2 separate regions of the Rattus norvegicus genome follow, and region 1 is linked to region 2. The links are chromatin contacts, called in public Hi-C maps. All regions are on one chromosome and are shown on one strand. The core of a region is the stretch at or near the end of the contact, and the rest is flanking DNA. Distances in the headings are between cores, read along the strand shown. Region 1 overlaps Wwp2 (WW domain containing E3 ubiquitin protein ligase 2). Region 2 overlaps Wwp2 (WW domain containing E3 ubiquitin protein ligase 2).

Evidence for each region. Hi-C and Micro-C count contacts between places; a contact is called where the count stands out from the background.
Region 1: a contact with region 2 is called in a Hi-C map of Schwann cells, with 1.6 times the contacts expected there. The contact joins two enhancer-like sites. A contact is called at or near these places in 3 of 12 Hi-C or Micro-C datasets (the A7r5 cell line, Schwann cells and kidney) and 1 of 1 datasets of contacts at active chromatin or transcription factors (oligodendrocytes).

What each region holds. Positions count from the first base shown.
Region 1 is chr19:52,345,441-52,349,252 of GRCr8, forward strand. All of the region lies in intron 8 of Wwp2 (WW domain containing E3 ubiquitin protein ligase 2), which reads left to right. Among named protein-coding and RNA genes, the nearest start is that of Mir140, 28 kb to the right of the region's middle. Within about 2 kb of position 1,376, at least 10 of the 93 cell types and tissues checked have an H3K27ac peak or open chromatin away from gene starts, as enhancers often do. A contact at or near this core is called in Schwann cells, where this site is marked.
Region 2 is chr19:52,289,578-52,293,155 of GRCr8, forward strand. All of the region lies in intron 4 of Wwp2 (WW domain containing E3 ubiquitin protein ligase 2), which reads left to right. Among named protein-coding and RNA genes, the nearest start is that of Wwp2, 35 kb to the left of the region's middle. Within about 2 kb of position 2,279, at least 36 of the 93 cell types and tissues checked have an H3K27ac peak or open chromatin away from gene starts, as enhancers often do. A contact at or near this core is called in Schwann cells, where this site is marked.

The DNA.
Region 1 (3,812 bases), core at 126-2,625, 55 kb after region 2:
TTTCAATTCTTAAGTAAGCTGAAAATCTCTGACAAATGGGGCTCCATCCACCCTTCAGCCTTTTGTGCAAGCCACTCTACCATCCCATACTCTAAGCTCTAGTTGTAATAAATTAGTTTGGGCCACAAACTACCCTCTCTCCAAACTGAGGGTCCTCCCCCATGATGGCTCTCTCAAAACTTCCTCAACATCTTGATTTTTTTTTTCTTTCTTTTTTTTTGGAGCTGGGGACCAAACCCAGGGCCTTGCGCTTGCTAGGCAAGCGCTCTACCACTGAGCTAAATCCCCAACCCCAACATCTTGATTTTTAAATCCTTAAGTTTCAGGTTAATGACAATTCTCAGGAAGGAATCAGCCCTCTGTGATCCCTGGTAGACATGTATGTATGTATGTATGTATGTATGTATGTATGTATAGCCATATGTAGGACATGTATGCATGTCTTTTCTCATACCTGTAATTGCTTGACCAAGTCACTCTGTCACTGTGGCCTGGAGGTGACCCGAGACCCACTTGTACCGTAGACATCTAAATGTTATCCTTTCTCTCCCCATTTTCTCTCTTCCTTTTCACCTGGATGAATTTCTGTTTCTGAGGCTTTAAAGAGAGAACATCTATGACAGAATATAACATTTTCCTTCATTCTCTGGGTCAACTGGCTTTGGGTTTTCTGTGTCTGTCTGTCTGTCACAGAAAGGAACGCTCCTCTTCGTTTACAAAGCTCCTGCTCGCTGGATGCTCTTAGAAGTATCTCTGAAGAAGCGACCTTGCCTGCTTGGGCCTTGGGTGACTGTCACCAACGTTACCTTCTCAGATCTTCCATCTCCTTTGCTGAGGGATGGAAATGTTCACTGGGGATTCCAAGAATTGCCACATTGGTTTTCTGAAATTTATAGCAGGAAAGAATGGTTGCACACATCTGTGTGCTTCCAGGCTGAGGGCTTCTGAAACCTAAGCTGCCTAAGGCCAAATGCAACATTCCTTGGTCCATTTCTCTCCGCCTGTCTGGAAGTCCTCCTTTTTACTCCCTAAAGCTTTTAACTTAGTTAGCCCCAAAGAAGCTACTGGAAGGGTGTAGAATGTCCAGGTTGTAAGTGTGTATTGAAAGGAGGGGCGTTGGGCACACGTGAGGTAGCGGTCCATGCAAGGGCTAGAAAGTGTGGCCACTTTGGTCAGTTGGCCCTGTGTCTGGTTTTTCTCACTGTCAGAGCCCACTGTGGAGACGGAATACCCATGAACAGCCCATGTGTACATGGCTTTGACAAACCCCCATTCCGGCCTAGTTTCTCAGCTCCAAGTCGCTCACACAGAGGCACATTATTTTACCCTGGCAGCTAGCACACGGCTGTGGTTTCTTACATAAGAGAGGACGTTGTGTTTGGACTGCCGGCTTACCTCAGTTCCATTTCACACCATCCCTGTTCCTCCCAAGTCATTGGCTGCTCTGTTTCCTGCCTCAGAGTAGGATTAATGGAATGGCGTTTTTTGGCCCTTCCATATTTGCTGTCTGCCCTGTCCCCATTCCCTGTGCTGGAGACCCTGAGCTTCTTGGGGTGGACTTTGAGGTCCTTGAGACAGCTTTGGAGAGTTTTCTGGTGCTTTGTAGAAACACTCAAAAAGACGGGGGAATTTGGAGCATCTGCTAAGTTACAAGCGAGCCTGTTCCACTGAATCTCACTTCAAACTTGATTTTGGCTTTAACCAAAGTACTCACTCAGAGCATTTTATAGTGCTCTACAAACTATAAATGAAGATCATGCCATTCAGGAGGGCTGCTACTCATTTACTTCCAAATTTTCAACTATAATGAATGTTCACTTTTGTTTTATCTTCTGTTCAAGGGATCACTTACATACCTAGATGCTGAGGCAATGTCAAAGACACAGAAGTTTCTAAAAGCTAAGGAACCTGCTTTTGGGCTCAGGACTGCTAACAGTTTGGTTCATGGTCCACATTTTTAGTAACTTGGGATTAAAGGGTTATATTGGAGACTGTGCCCTTTCCACACCTTGTGTTATTGTGGAATATGGACTTGTTCTTCAGCCCCCAAAAGATTATTCCATGCTTCGATAACTCAAAGAGTATATCTTCCTTCCAAAAGACTCTGCTGCCCAGTGGACTGCTGAGCCATGAGGTGCTCTTCCTATATCTAAAGTATGCAGTCACATACAACCATTAGTCCATCTTTACTGTGCTTTCTTGAGAGCTCCTCAAGAATACGGAATCTCATACCCATCTCGGCATCATCAGCATCCTTCGTGCTTTAAAGATGAGTTTGAAACCAGCCTGGGCCACAGAGTAAAAGACCCTGTTTCAAAAAAATCTAAAAAGCAAAACCCACAAAACAACAAAGCAAAAGCAAACAAGATCCTTGATTGTCAGGGGAGGAAGGAGAGGTGTTGGGAGTACAGACGCAGCATAGCAACCGCAGGGTCAAAGACCTTTCTAGACTTAAGCATCGATGCTTTTATGTACCTTGTGTCATTTTCCTGACCATCAACAGAAGCTACCAGATGGCACGAACTCTGCGCTGAGTTGGGGATTGCTGAGTTCAGCCCAGAGACTGTTTTTTTATTAATGCAATGCGAGTTAGCTAATTTTTGTCTTTATGCCGCAAGTGAGGACACCCTGAACAATTCACCTGGGGTGACAGATTCTGACACCAAGGTGACATATCTCCAGCCTTTGGTAGTGTGATAGTATGTGCTTGTACTTTTGTAAGCTGTTAGAAGTGTGCAGATAAAATGATGGATGGGGCAGGCAGGAGGCCTTAGTTGGTAAAGGACGACAGCAAGCCTGATGTCCCTGAACCAGAAAGGTGGAAGGAGAGCCAACCCCAAGTTGTCCCCTGACCTTCCCAAGTGCCTGACCCTTAAATAGACAGACAGACAGACAAACAAACAAATGTAGCCCCATCTCCTCCAAAGAACTCTGAGTTCTTAAATACATCTGAAAGTCTTGTATGCGCTTCTCTGATACAGTTCATGTGTATAGGAATGCCTAAAATGTGGTCACATCCACGTAATGGGTCATGTGGTTTTCTGTTGTATGAATAGTAGAAGCTTGTGCAACCTCTCGTTTCTCTACAATTGCAGTCGTGCTGCATGAGGCCTTCCCCTGTGCATGCCTTTTGTATGCTTGCTTGTTTCTGTAGGAACTGTCCTGGCACTGGCTGGGCCTGCAGCACAGGGGTAAAGTGCTTGTCTAACATACATAATGCTCTGGGCTTGATCCCCAGCCTGGCTTAAGAAAAGGGGTCGGGGGCAGGGAAGTAATACCCAATTAATAGTTCTGCCAGGCACCGTATAGTAAAAACGGACTAATGATTCCATGTGATTGCATACTTTAGATGGAGAACTAGCGCTCAGGAAGCAGATCCAAGAGGATCTTAAGTATGGTGTATACAACAAGGTTGGGGACAGCTTGGAGTGAGATTCTTTCTCATCCGTAAAAACAAAAAGCACAACAGCAAGGAAAGCAAACTGTTCTTCTGGAAGTGGGACTCCTGCACCACAGACTGTCAGTGTCAGTGGGAAACCCCCCTCAAACTGCTTCCTCAGGTCCGCTGGTAGAGTCACTTTTCTTTGGGCGGCCGTGTACGGTCTTGCTAATTGGGCCAATCTAAGGCATTTGATTGGCATCTTTTGTGGTTTGAATTGTAATTTCTTTGTGTATTATTGAAACTCTTTAATATTTTGCTTCTTTTTTTTATTTTTAAAAGCTTTATTTATTTTATGAGTATATGTAGCTGTCTTCAGACACACCAGAAGAGGGCATCAGATCTCCATTACAGATGGTTGTGAGCCACCATG
Region 2 (3,578 bases), core at 1,029-3,528:
GATTTTTGTGGCTCTGCCGCTTGAGTGACAGAGTCACGGGTGTGGGTCACCATACCTGGTTTAGGGCATTTAGTTTAGTTTAGTTTTGTGTGCAGGCCCCCATAGTTTAACCGTGGCCTGTGTGGATCCTTGCTCTGGTAGTTGAATCTTCCAAGGTATCTTTATACTCCTATCCCTTTTTGTCTGGGGATAAACCCCTAGGTATGTGACTGCTGGATCAAGGGCAGGTGTGGGTCATGTCCTTTGGTGCCAGCTGCCAAGGTCTGCTGTCAAGTCTGGGCTCACTTGTGAGTGTGCACATTTGTCTGGTTTCCTCTGCCTTAAATGACTGGGTACTGTCAGTTGTTTAATCGTGGCTGGTCTGTTAGGCAGCAGTGACTTGGTTTGGTTTTGGTGCCTGTTAGGGCCTTATGTAGCTCATGTTGACTTAAAAGCTGCTGTATAGCCTGCAGACCTTCAGTTCCTGATCCCTGGGATGAGTGGGGTGTATGGCCATGACACCTCTTCTTTTCCTCCTTCTCTTGTATGCACTGTGCTGGGGAGGTCACCAGGCCTTGAGCTGCAGCCCCAGTTCTGCCTTTTCTTCTTAGGAGCCACCGGTTAGACTCCTGTCACTATCACTCTTCTGTAAGTGCTGAGCCATGGTTGCTATGGCTTCCACACTCCAGACCCAGAGGCTAGCTCTCCAGCTCGGTTCACTTGTATCACAAATGCACACTCCCCGTTGATTCCTCTGTGGTCTTCCGTCCGAGTCACTCAGCTTGGTAGGTAGCACTCTTTGCCAGTCTGTCTCTCTGGTCACTCTGACTCATGGACCTTTGCTAGTTCTCCTTACTGGTCTTGAGACACTAAGATACTCTGAGTTCACTTAGTCCCATGTCCCTTGCTGTACCCTTCCTTTCGTGTGATCACATGGCCTTGTGGCTTTAAATTCCTTCTGTGCATGTAAGATTTGTAGTCTGGGTCTCTCCTCATGACAGCACAAAAGTGTTTATTCCTAATTAGCCCCCTTCAGGGTACATAAGCATGCAACTCTACTGGTGTATTACACCCCTGTTACCAGCACAGGAGGCACCACAGCTTCAAGATCAAACTGCTCTACACAGTGAGTTCCAGGCCAGCCACAGACTACCTTAGCTTATAAGCGGAAAAAAAAAAAAAAAAAGAAAAAAAGAAAAAAAGAGAGAGAAAATGAGGGACTGGTGGGATGGCTCAGTGGTTAAGAATACGGGCTGCTTTCTCAGATATCCTGGGTTCCATCCCCAATACACAGATGCTGGCTAGCAACCATCTTAACTCTCATTCTAGGGCTTCTAACATCCTCCTCTGACCCACGCAGGCACCAGGCATGCATGTGGTGCTCTGACATGCACAAAGGAAAACACCCATATACCTAAAAAAATAAAGAATTAAGGAAATAATTGATGAGAAAACAAAAATAAAACCAGAGTATACAAGTTGATGCTTTTATTAATCAATTAATTAATTTGAGACACAGTCTCACTATCCATCCCTTGGCTGGTATGGAACTCTCCACAGATAGGCAGGTCTTGAGCTATGGAGATTTCATGGGAAGTCTGCCTCTGCTTCCCCCAGTGTCAGATCCTTAGAGGATGCATTTTCTGTTTTGTTCACCGTGTTTGCTGTGATTACCCTATGGAACACCCCCCCACACACACACACACACAGGCGCACACGCACGGAGGCTCACACAGAGGTGCACATATGTGCACACATACCCCTGAAGCATGAAGCAGAGAGGCAGGACAGTCAGTGCTCATGCCCACTTGGGACTATAGATGGATTGTACCCTCAACCCCAAATGGAAGCCTTTGTTTCATTTCTCTCCTATCCAGTTGCATTGACATCAGTGTCTCCTTTCTCTTGATTGGCACCAGATGCCAGGCTCTGGGGTCTAAACTGACTGTTAATGGTCTCTGAAAAGCTCCCTGTGTGTTGCCTTCTATCCTCCTGCACCTCAGGCAGATGTGTCCAAGCCAGAACCTCAAGGAATTCCCAAAGAAGCCAAAAGCAGCTCCCTCCCTCTCCACCCCCCACCCCAATCCTCTCAAGTCCAGGCTGGGTCTGTTTCGTGGCTTTGGTGTCAACCACGAGCTGTTGGAAAGAAAAGTCCTTTTAACGAGAGTCTTAAAAAGTAAACATGGGCCCTGCAAACGTTGTTCAAACAAACCTGCTTTCAGTGTCACTGGCTGAGAGGCTGCTTTGTGGAGCCTCAACTGAGGGAAGAAGAAAAAGCCTTCTGTTTGGCATCCTTGTGCTGGGTGGGGGCCTCAGTACTGCTGCTGGCTGCTGCTCAGTGTTGTCTGTCAGCCCCGAGGGAACATGTATGTGGCAAAGGGCTTTTCCACCTCTGGAGTGGATGACCTGAATGCTAGTCAAAGTGGCTTCTCCTGTCCTCTTTTTTGCAGGAATAGGGTGGCTTTGGCATTAATGCCTGTCCTTAAGCTGTTTCTTCCAAGCTGAATGTGGGAGCCAGAGGAAGGAGGATAGATTTGAGGATAGCCTGGTCTCCTTGTCAAGTTCCTGGTCTTTAGGCCAATGGGAGCTATAGATTGAGATCCTGTCTCAAACAAAAGAAAACAAGATGTTTTCCTTCATTTCTTTCTTAGGCTTAAGAAAGCTCTCGGCGTTGGCCGGTGAGGAGGTTCACCTTTTCTTTCCAGGGTGTTTTCTTAGGCTCACTCGGCTCACCTGGAAATGAACGGGTGGGGATTGTGTTCACCGCCATTCACACGACTCCTTCCTCTGAGTGCTCAGCTAGACTGTAGAGTTCAGATGGACGACGGAGGCAGAATGCACCGCACTGCTCCTGGACTTAGGGTCTGAAGAAGAAGCCAACGCCATGCCAACTAATGCTGCAAGTCTTTCCATGTGGGAGAAAGCACCGGGTGTCCTGTGCTGTAGCCTGGTGCCTACACCCCACACTGACAGGCTTCACAGCTCTTCAGATGGTGGCCCTGCATTGGTGACAGGGAGTAAGACCATCGTTGGAAATGAGCTGTTCTCTTCCCTGATACACTAGCTTTTACATGGCGGGAATAATAGAGTCATTCTACACATTTCTTTCTTTAAATATTGATGTTTCAGTGTTGTGTCCATGTCATATACACCTTTACACTCATTAATCCAAAACCTAATTGGGGCACAATGGTTTATTCCTTTGAAATTGGAATTTTAAAAAACAGTTTTTAGGAAGGAAAATGTTTTAACAGCAGAATTTTATGTATATTTAGGAAGGATCCTGCTTTTGCTATGCTTTGAATCTTTATAAAGATCTTTGTTCAATGCAAGCCTGTCTCAGCCCCGGACTCAGTCCTGTGTGTGTAAACATGGCTTTGGTCCTGCCTGGGGAGCAGGGAGGGGGGGTGATGGCTGAGGTTCCCTGAGGGCACAGGGAATGGATGATCTGTGAAAACTGGCCCAGGCTGCATGGAGATGAATGGTGTGAGGAGGACTTTCCCTCCCTAGGGGCAGAGGAGCCTGTGAGGCAGCTGCAGTAACTGACAGAGCAGCTCATGCTAAATACCTGGCTTCCCTGCTTTCCCAGCCTGTTACTC